Regions from separate parts of the Mus musculus genome. Here region 1 is linked to region 2. Evidence: chromatin contacts called from public HiChIP or PLAC-seq data. All regions are on one chromosome and are shown on one strand. Each heading gives the region's core, a stretch centred on a gene start, on an enhancer-like site or on the middle of the called end of the contact. The rest is flanking DNA. Distances are from core to core; before and after follow the strand shown.

Region 1 (3,032 bases), core at 65-2,564, 110 kb before region 2:
CCTCTGCCTCTCCAGTGCTGGGATTAAAGGCGTGCGCCACCATTGCCCAGCTAACCATTTATTTATTTATTTACTTATTTATTTACTTATTTATTTATTTATTTATTGAAGGAGAGCAAAGAAGTAGATTGAGGTAGATGGGAAGGCAGGGAGGAACTGAGAGGAGTAGAAGGAGGGGAAATTGTATTCAGGATATTATGTGAGGAAAAAGTCTATTTTCAGTAAGAGCAAAACTTTTTTTTAAACCACAACAACACATTTATGACAAGTGCAATATAAAAATTTATATCCTCTATTCAAATACTCACAAGGCACTGTTTCAAGGACATTACAAATTGTGTATTCATTGGTAAAATCCATTTATTTCATTTTTTTTTTGTTTGTTTAACAGCTGGGATTTAAAGTGTTAGAGATCTGCCTGACCCCAAAGGAAAAATACTCACAGTAACAAAGTGCCACTTCAGAAGAACATACATATGCGTCAGAGTCATTGTGACTGTTGCCTTAAATCACAATACTAACTTTCCTGGCTTTTCAAAAATCATAAAACTCACTTTGTAATTTTACATTATAAACCTACTCTGTATGTAAAACACAGATATGTCTAACAAACAAATACATTCATTTGGGTACCAGCCAGTAACTGAAAAAATTTTTTAAAAGACCCTAAATTTATTATTTCAAAAGGACATTCTAGATCCCTCCATAAATGGAAAGCCAGAATTTGTGACATAAATAGAAAGTAATTTAAAAAATAAGCATAAAAATAAGCATAATAGCCGGGTGTGGTGGCACACGCACCACCCAGCACTCGGGAGGCAGAGGCAGACGGATTTCTGAGCTCAAGGCCAGCCTGGTCTACAAAGTGAGTTCCGGGATAGCCAGGGCTACACAGAGAAACCCTGTCTCGAACCCCCCACCCCCCAAAAAAAGCATAATGAAAACAATGTCACAAAACTCCATCCAGAGCTGGTGGCCAACACAGGGCTCTGGAGGCCCCTTCTCTGTTGGAAAAGGAAGTGTTCACAGAGTGTAGAAAGCACCAGCAGTCAGGGAGATGGTTTCTGGTCTCCGTAACAACAAACTGAAGGGAACTGCGGAGGGAAGAAAGCTCCCCTCTGGGTCCACTGCTGCATTACTGTGGCTCCCAGCAGGCCCAGGTGTGTCCTGCTATGCCCAGTCCACTCAGGAGCCTGTGGCTCTGTTCTCCCTTCCTGTGGAAGGCTGGGCCCTCTCCTTAACGCTGGGCGAGCCAGAGGTCAGCTCAAGCTGAGCTGATGGCTCCAGCCAGTCAGGTGTGCAGCCATGTGCCCTGTCAGAATACTGATCACTGCAGTTGGGCCTTCCAGGCTGGCTGGATTGTGTATTCCGTTCTGTCTGGCACCTCTTCCTTTCAGGCTTGAGGCGGCACAAGCACTGTGCACTTCCTGTCATCTCCATCCAAGTCCTGTCCCCATGGTGCTGTCAGGTTACCTTGTCTTCTATGATGGGTTTTCTTTCAGATCACCTCTGCCAGCTCTCAGACCCTGAAAGGACACATTCTCTGCAGGACCACTATGAAAGACTCATTGACGTATTGCACGACCTGAGCTGCTGGATTAGGAGTGGACTTGGGCAGGTTTTTCTCATGCTTTGGAGACATGTAATAGTCTTGAAGCACCTTTGCACCAAATGGAAGAGTACATTTCTTTGTTGTCGATAGAACAACTGTTACAATAATAAATTTCATAAATTAATGGCTTCCTTGTCTACTTTTTTCATTTTTGTCTTGGCTTATTTGTGGGGTTCTTCCTGTCTCTCTGTTGGATGCTTCTCAGCACGAGTGTTCTGTACTGCTATTTACTCAGCCGCTAACCACGCTAACCACCATCGGTTGGTTGGTTGGTTGATTTGGCCTGAGGATTTCCCTCATGGGCATCTTTTCAGCTTTCCCATTTAGATGTAGAAGCACTTGGAGTTTTTGAAAATGTTTTTACCTATTAGTGGGCCATCTGAGCAGTGGTCCTTGGCTTACCACTTACCATTGTAGTCATTTTCATGAAGTTAAAACAAAAAGCAAGAAAATCAAACTGAGATAGTAGCATGGGATATTTAGAGCTGGATTTCAGTTCAAGTCCCACCTCCTTTAGCATTGTAGGAGGCTCTGTGTATAACTCTGGTATAGTGCTTGCCTAGAATAAACAAGGCCCTGGGTTAGATCCCCAGTACTGTGTGTGTGTGTGTGTGTGTGAGTGTGAGTATGGTGTGTGTGTGGTGTGTGTGTGGTGTGTGTGTTCATGTGTGATGGGGGTGCTGGTGAAGAAAAATGTTTAGAGAGCTCTCACCCACTCACCCCCCAGGTAGGTTTTTTTGTAATGCAGGCTGACCTTGAGTTTGCCTTTCCTTACTTCTGAGTGATAGAATTAGAGGTATGTGCCACCCATCACACCAGGGAGGAACATCTGGGGATCACATCTAGAGCTTGATGCATTCTGAGCAAATGATCCTCATAAACTGTAAGCTCCTACCAAATGGAAATAGTCCTTGAAAAATATGCTGCTGAAACAGACTGCGTATTTGGGCATCCTGAGCTGTTAATTGTGTCTGGCTGTGATCTGCTTTGGACACTCTGCTGACTAGCACGATAGATAGATAGCTCATGGGAGTTTGCTTTGGTGCTGGCTCACTTCTGGCCAGTTGGTTCTATTTCAGTGTTCATCTTGAAGAGTTGTTAGATCAGAACCGGTCTCTACTCTTGGTCACATGTAGTGCTGTACTAGCTCTCTTTACCAAGTCTGTTGTTCTTGTTCCTTTTACCCCAGCCACCAAAGAGACTTGGTGTCTGCCAGAAAGATAAAGAAAACAACAGAAAAGTCTTCACCCTAAATTTATAGCACTAATATGAACCTTTAAAAGATTTTTCTACAAACAGGTCTGATTAACTCAAAGATGGCCCACAGATATCGTCAGCTCGAGAAGCTATTGACAGGTTTTAAATAGGAGAGTTGGTTGCTTAGTTTCTGACTTAGTTTCCCACAAATGTGTTTCATCCA
Region 2 (3,426 bases), core at 151-2,650:
GCAGTTTCTTCAGCTCAGGCATAGTCTTCCCAGAGAGCAGGTCCCCCACCAATGACAGATCCAGCCCACTCTTCTTGTCAACGAGCTCCTCTCTGACGAAGGGCAGGGAGTCCATGACAGACACACCCTCACTTGGGGATCCAGTCACAGCCATCCTGATCATACCCTCCAGGACCTGGTTCTCTGATAATAGATTTGAGATGTCTGGGGACAAAAAAAAAAAAAAAAAAAAACTCCTCAGGGTCCATTCAGCCATTCAGCAAATAGCCACTGGCACCTGAACCCAGCTAGAAGATAAGACAGCCATTCAGCAACAAGTTCTTATGAGGAGACCAGAGCTCAGATCGCAATGTATCGCCCAGGCTGGTTTCAAACTCCTGTGCTTAAGTCATTGTCCTGGCTCAGCCTTGCCTTGCCACCTAGCTCAGCCCATAGGTCAGTCTGCTGGGCTTAAGGAACAGCGTGGCTCCTGCTGCTGCTCTGGAGTTGACATGGCAGTCAGGGAGAAAGACAAACTAGAACTCATACCAGTCAGTAAAGTAAGTTTTAGAAGTGTTACAGAGAAACACTTAGACTCTAAGTGTGACTGGGGTGTGGAGGGCCTGCTTTGGACATGAGGGTCTGCTGTAAGGAGGAGGCTTAGGGCAGACACCCCAAGAAGGAGAAAGAACTCAGCTAGACCTAAGTCTAGGGAGAGCAGCAGCCCATGCAAATGCCTCCAAGGTCACAGATCCCCAAGCTGTGACAAGAAGCGCCCCGCAGACAAGCAGCAGGGAGAACAGCAGGCAGGCAGACAGGTTAGCAGGTGTATGTCTGGATAAGGCCATTGAAGAGGTTTTACCAGAGGGCAGTGGGAGCCAGGAGAGACCTGACTGCTACAGGGAGATCAGAGGATGTTTCTGCAGGAGAGGTGGTAAGGACTTTGTCTGCCAAGCCCAGTCAGAGCATTCTACATTGAGAAGGAGAGAAAGGGGGATGGGCCCACACCAGCCAAAGAGGCAGCGTGACCTCTAGTGACCTCTACGTGGTGGGCAGAGGAGGCAAGGGAGACACTGGAGGGTTTGAATGACAGGGTGAGGACTGCTCATGGCAAGAGGGAGGCAAAGCAAGTGTGAGAGCAGAGGAGGGGCAAGGGCAGCTGTGGGCAGCTGGTAAATGGACACCAGAGGGGAAGAAGCCCAGAGCTCTTGTCCACTGCTCTGCCTTCTCCAAAGTCATGCTTCTTCAAGCTCATTCCTTGAGATTCACCTGTTTCCAGCTGGCTATTGTTGATCCGCAGGAAGAGATGAGTGTGGGTTGCCCCTCGGGCTTGGGGCAGCACCCCCCAGCATAACAGCAGTGCCCACAGCAGCAGCATCCCTGCTTCAGAGCCTGCGCCCCGGCTGGCCAGGGGAGTGAGAGCTTAAGTCCTCTCGAGGGGCCCGCAGCCCCGTGACCCCACTCTGTGCCCCGCCCCCATCCTTTGATGTTCTGACATTCCTGCGCGGGGCGGGGCCTGACTCCCTTATGGATCCAGCTCTCTCAGGCCTGTGACACCAGCTTTCTTAAAGGACTACTCGTATACACCAAGCTCTGAAGTGAAGGGTGGGCACATGGTGGGAAGCCAAGGCCCCAGGCCAGAGCTTGGCATGCTCAATTCTTCAGCGGGAGATTTCACTTCTCTTGGCACTTTGCAGCCAGGGGCTTTTGGCCAAAACGGATAGAGCCTGTTACTGAGGCAGGGGTGGGAGGAAAACAAGCTCAGAATGTGGCAATTGGACCCCAAGGAGGAAGTGGGCTGGGCTTGGGCCCTTTTCCTTTGGCATATCTCCACCTCTTGTGTGGAGTACAGAGGCTGCTAAAGATGTGACTGGCATAGATCCCAAGGTGGTAAGGGTGTGTGTGTGTGTGTGTGTGTGTGTGTGTGTGTGTGTGTGTGTGTGTGTGCATGTGTGAGCTGGTGAGGCGCCTGATGAAGCTGGTAATGTCCACCTTGTTCCTGCTGTTCCCATGTCCTTCCTGTGTATGTCACCTAGGCTCTTAAATCATTTCTACTCAGATGTGGTCACCAAAGTTGCAGACAGGTCCTAAAAGAGCTGAGGAATGGAGAACAAGCCGAGTTCGTTTCCTTCTAAGCCTCACTGGGAATACGATAAACCTACCGTGGTTTTGGGGAGATGGTGAAGGTCAGCGGGGCAGCAACTGTGGAGTAGTAAGCACAGGCCTGGTGCACAGGAAGGCTTAGTAAGCCGTTATGATCATGCGCGTTCTATACATAAGGGAGCCGAGACACAAAGGAGTAAGCACCTCCATCAGGGCTGGGTAGCATATCAGAGGATGCCAGAGGATGCCAGAGGAAGCTGGGGTTTGATGCTGGGGCCCAGAAAGGACCCAGAGATTGGCTGGTTCTGCCACAGCAGTTCCATGACAGAGCAGCCTGCCACCTACCTTTATGGAGTCCCTGTCTTGTGGGAACCCAGCACCCCTTGCTCCTGCATGCCCCTGACTATGTGAGCATGGCTCCTTCATTATCGGGTGGTGCAGCCACCAACAGCTGTCCCCAGTTGTCGTGGGATTTTCAACAGAATTTTCTCCTTTCAACTCAGGGTGCAAGCAGGGCAGGTGTTAGCGCCAATTTCCTTTTCTTTTTTGTTTTAAACTTTTTTTTTTCTTTTGAGATTATAATATCATTACATCATCTCTCCCCTTCCTTTCCCATCCTTCCCTCAGGAGTTCCAGTTTTCACCTGGATGCTCAGGCTTGAGAACTGGTGGAAGACAGAGTTCCAGGAGACAGCAGAGACGTAGGAAGCACACAGGAAGCACGAGGCTGACCATGGCTTGTTCTGAAGCGCTTCCTTCAGCCAGCAGGACAAACTGTCAGCGAAAGTTCACAGATTTGATGGAATATGTTAGAGAAGACTGGGTTCTATATTTTAAGATTTTTAAAAAAATTTATGTGTATGTATGTATGTATGTATGTGTGTGTGTGCCTACATGAGATTCTGTGAACCACGTGTGGGCATGTGCTTTGGCAGTCAGAGGGCACCAGAGTCCCTGGAACTGTAGTTACAGGTGGTTGTGAGCTGATTGATGTAGGTTCTAGGCCCTTTGTAGGAGCAGTAAATGCTTTTAATCTCTGATCCACCTCTACATCTCAAAGAGTGAGTTTTTTTTTTTAATTTAATTTAATGTGTGGGTGTTTTGCTTGTATTTGTCTCACTATGAGCATACATATGTTTGGTGCACACAGAGGTCAGAAGGAGGCACCGGATCCCCTGGCACTGGAGATACAGATGGTTGTGAGTCATGACGTGGGTGCTGGGAACTGACCCCAGCTCCTCTGGAAGAGCAGCCAGCGCTCCTCACCACTGATCCATCTCCCCAGGCTCAAGACTTGGGTTGTGTTGAAACACGGTCTTGTGATGTAACTTAGGCTGGTCTCCAA

The links. HiChIP or PLAC-seq counts read pairs in DNA pulled down with a chosen protein or histone mark.
Region 1: a contact with region 2 is called in an H3K27ac HiChIP or PLAC-seq map of embryonic stem cells, with 13 read pairs. The contact joins the enhancer-like site here to the promoter of Bpifb5 in region 2. A contact is called at or near these places in 1 of 39 promoter capture datasets (embryonic stem cells), 2 of 484 Hi-C or Micro-C datasets (trophoblast stem cells and ventral hippocampal neurons), 8 of 115 datasets of contacts at active chromatin or transcription factors (astrocytes, embryonic stem cells and large pre-B cells) and 2 of 9 other capture datasets (adipose tissue and embryonic stem cells).

The regions. Positions count from the first base shown.
Region 1 is chr2:154,334,088-154,337,119 of GRCm38.p6, reverse strand. It overlaps Cdk5rap1 (CDK5 regulatory subunit associated protein 1), which reads left to right. Exons shown (of 14, transcript NM_025876.2): 14 at 1,503-1,734. The coding sequence ends at 1,589. Among named protein-coding and RNA genes, the nearest start is that of Bpifb9b, 28 kb to the right of the region's middle. Within about 2 kb of position 1,314, at least 17 of the 459 cell types and tissues checked have an H3K27ac peak or open chromatin away from gene starts, as enhancers often do. A contact at or near this core is called in embryonic stem cells and trophoblast stem cells, where this site is marked.
Region 2 is chr2:154,221,716-154,225,141 of GRCm38.p6, reverse strand. It overlaps Bpifb5 (BPI fold containing family B, member 5), which reads right to left and starts at 1,400. Exons shown (of 15, transcript NM_144890.2): 1 at 1,249-1,400; 2 at 1-204. The coding sequence starts at 1,357. It also overlaps a transcript of Cdk5rap1 not described here.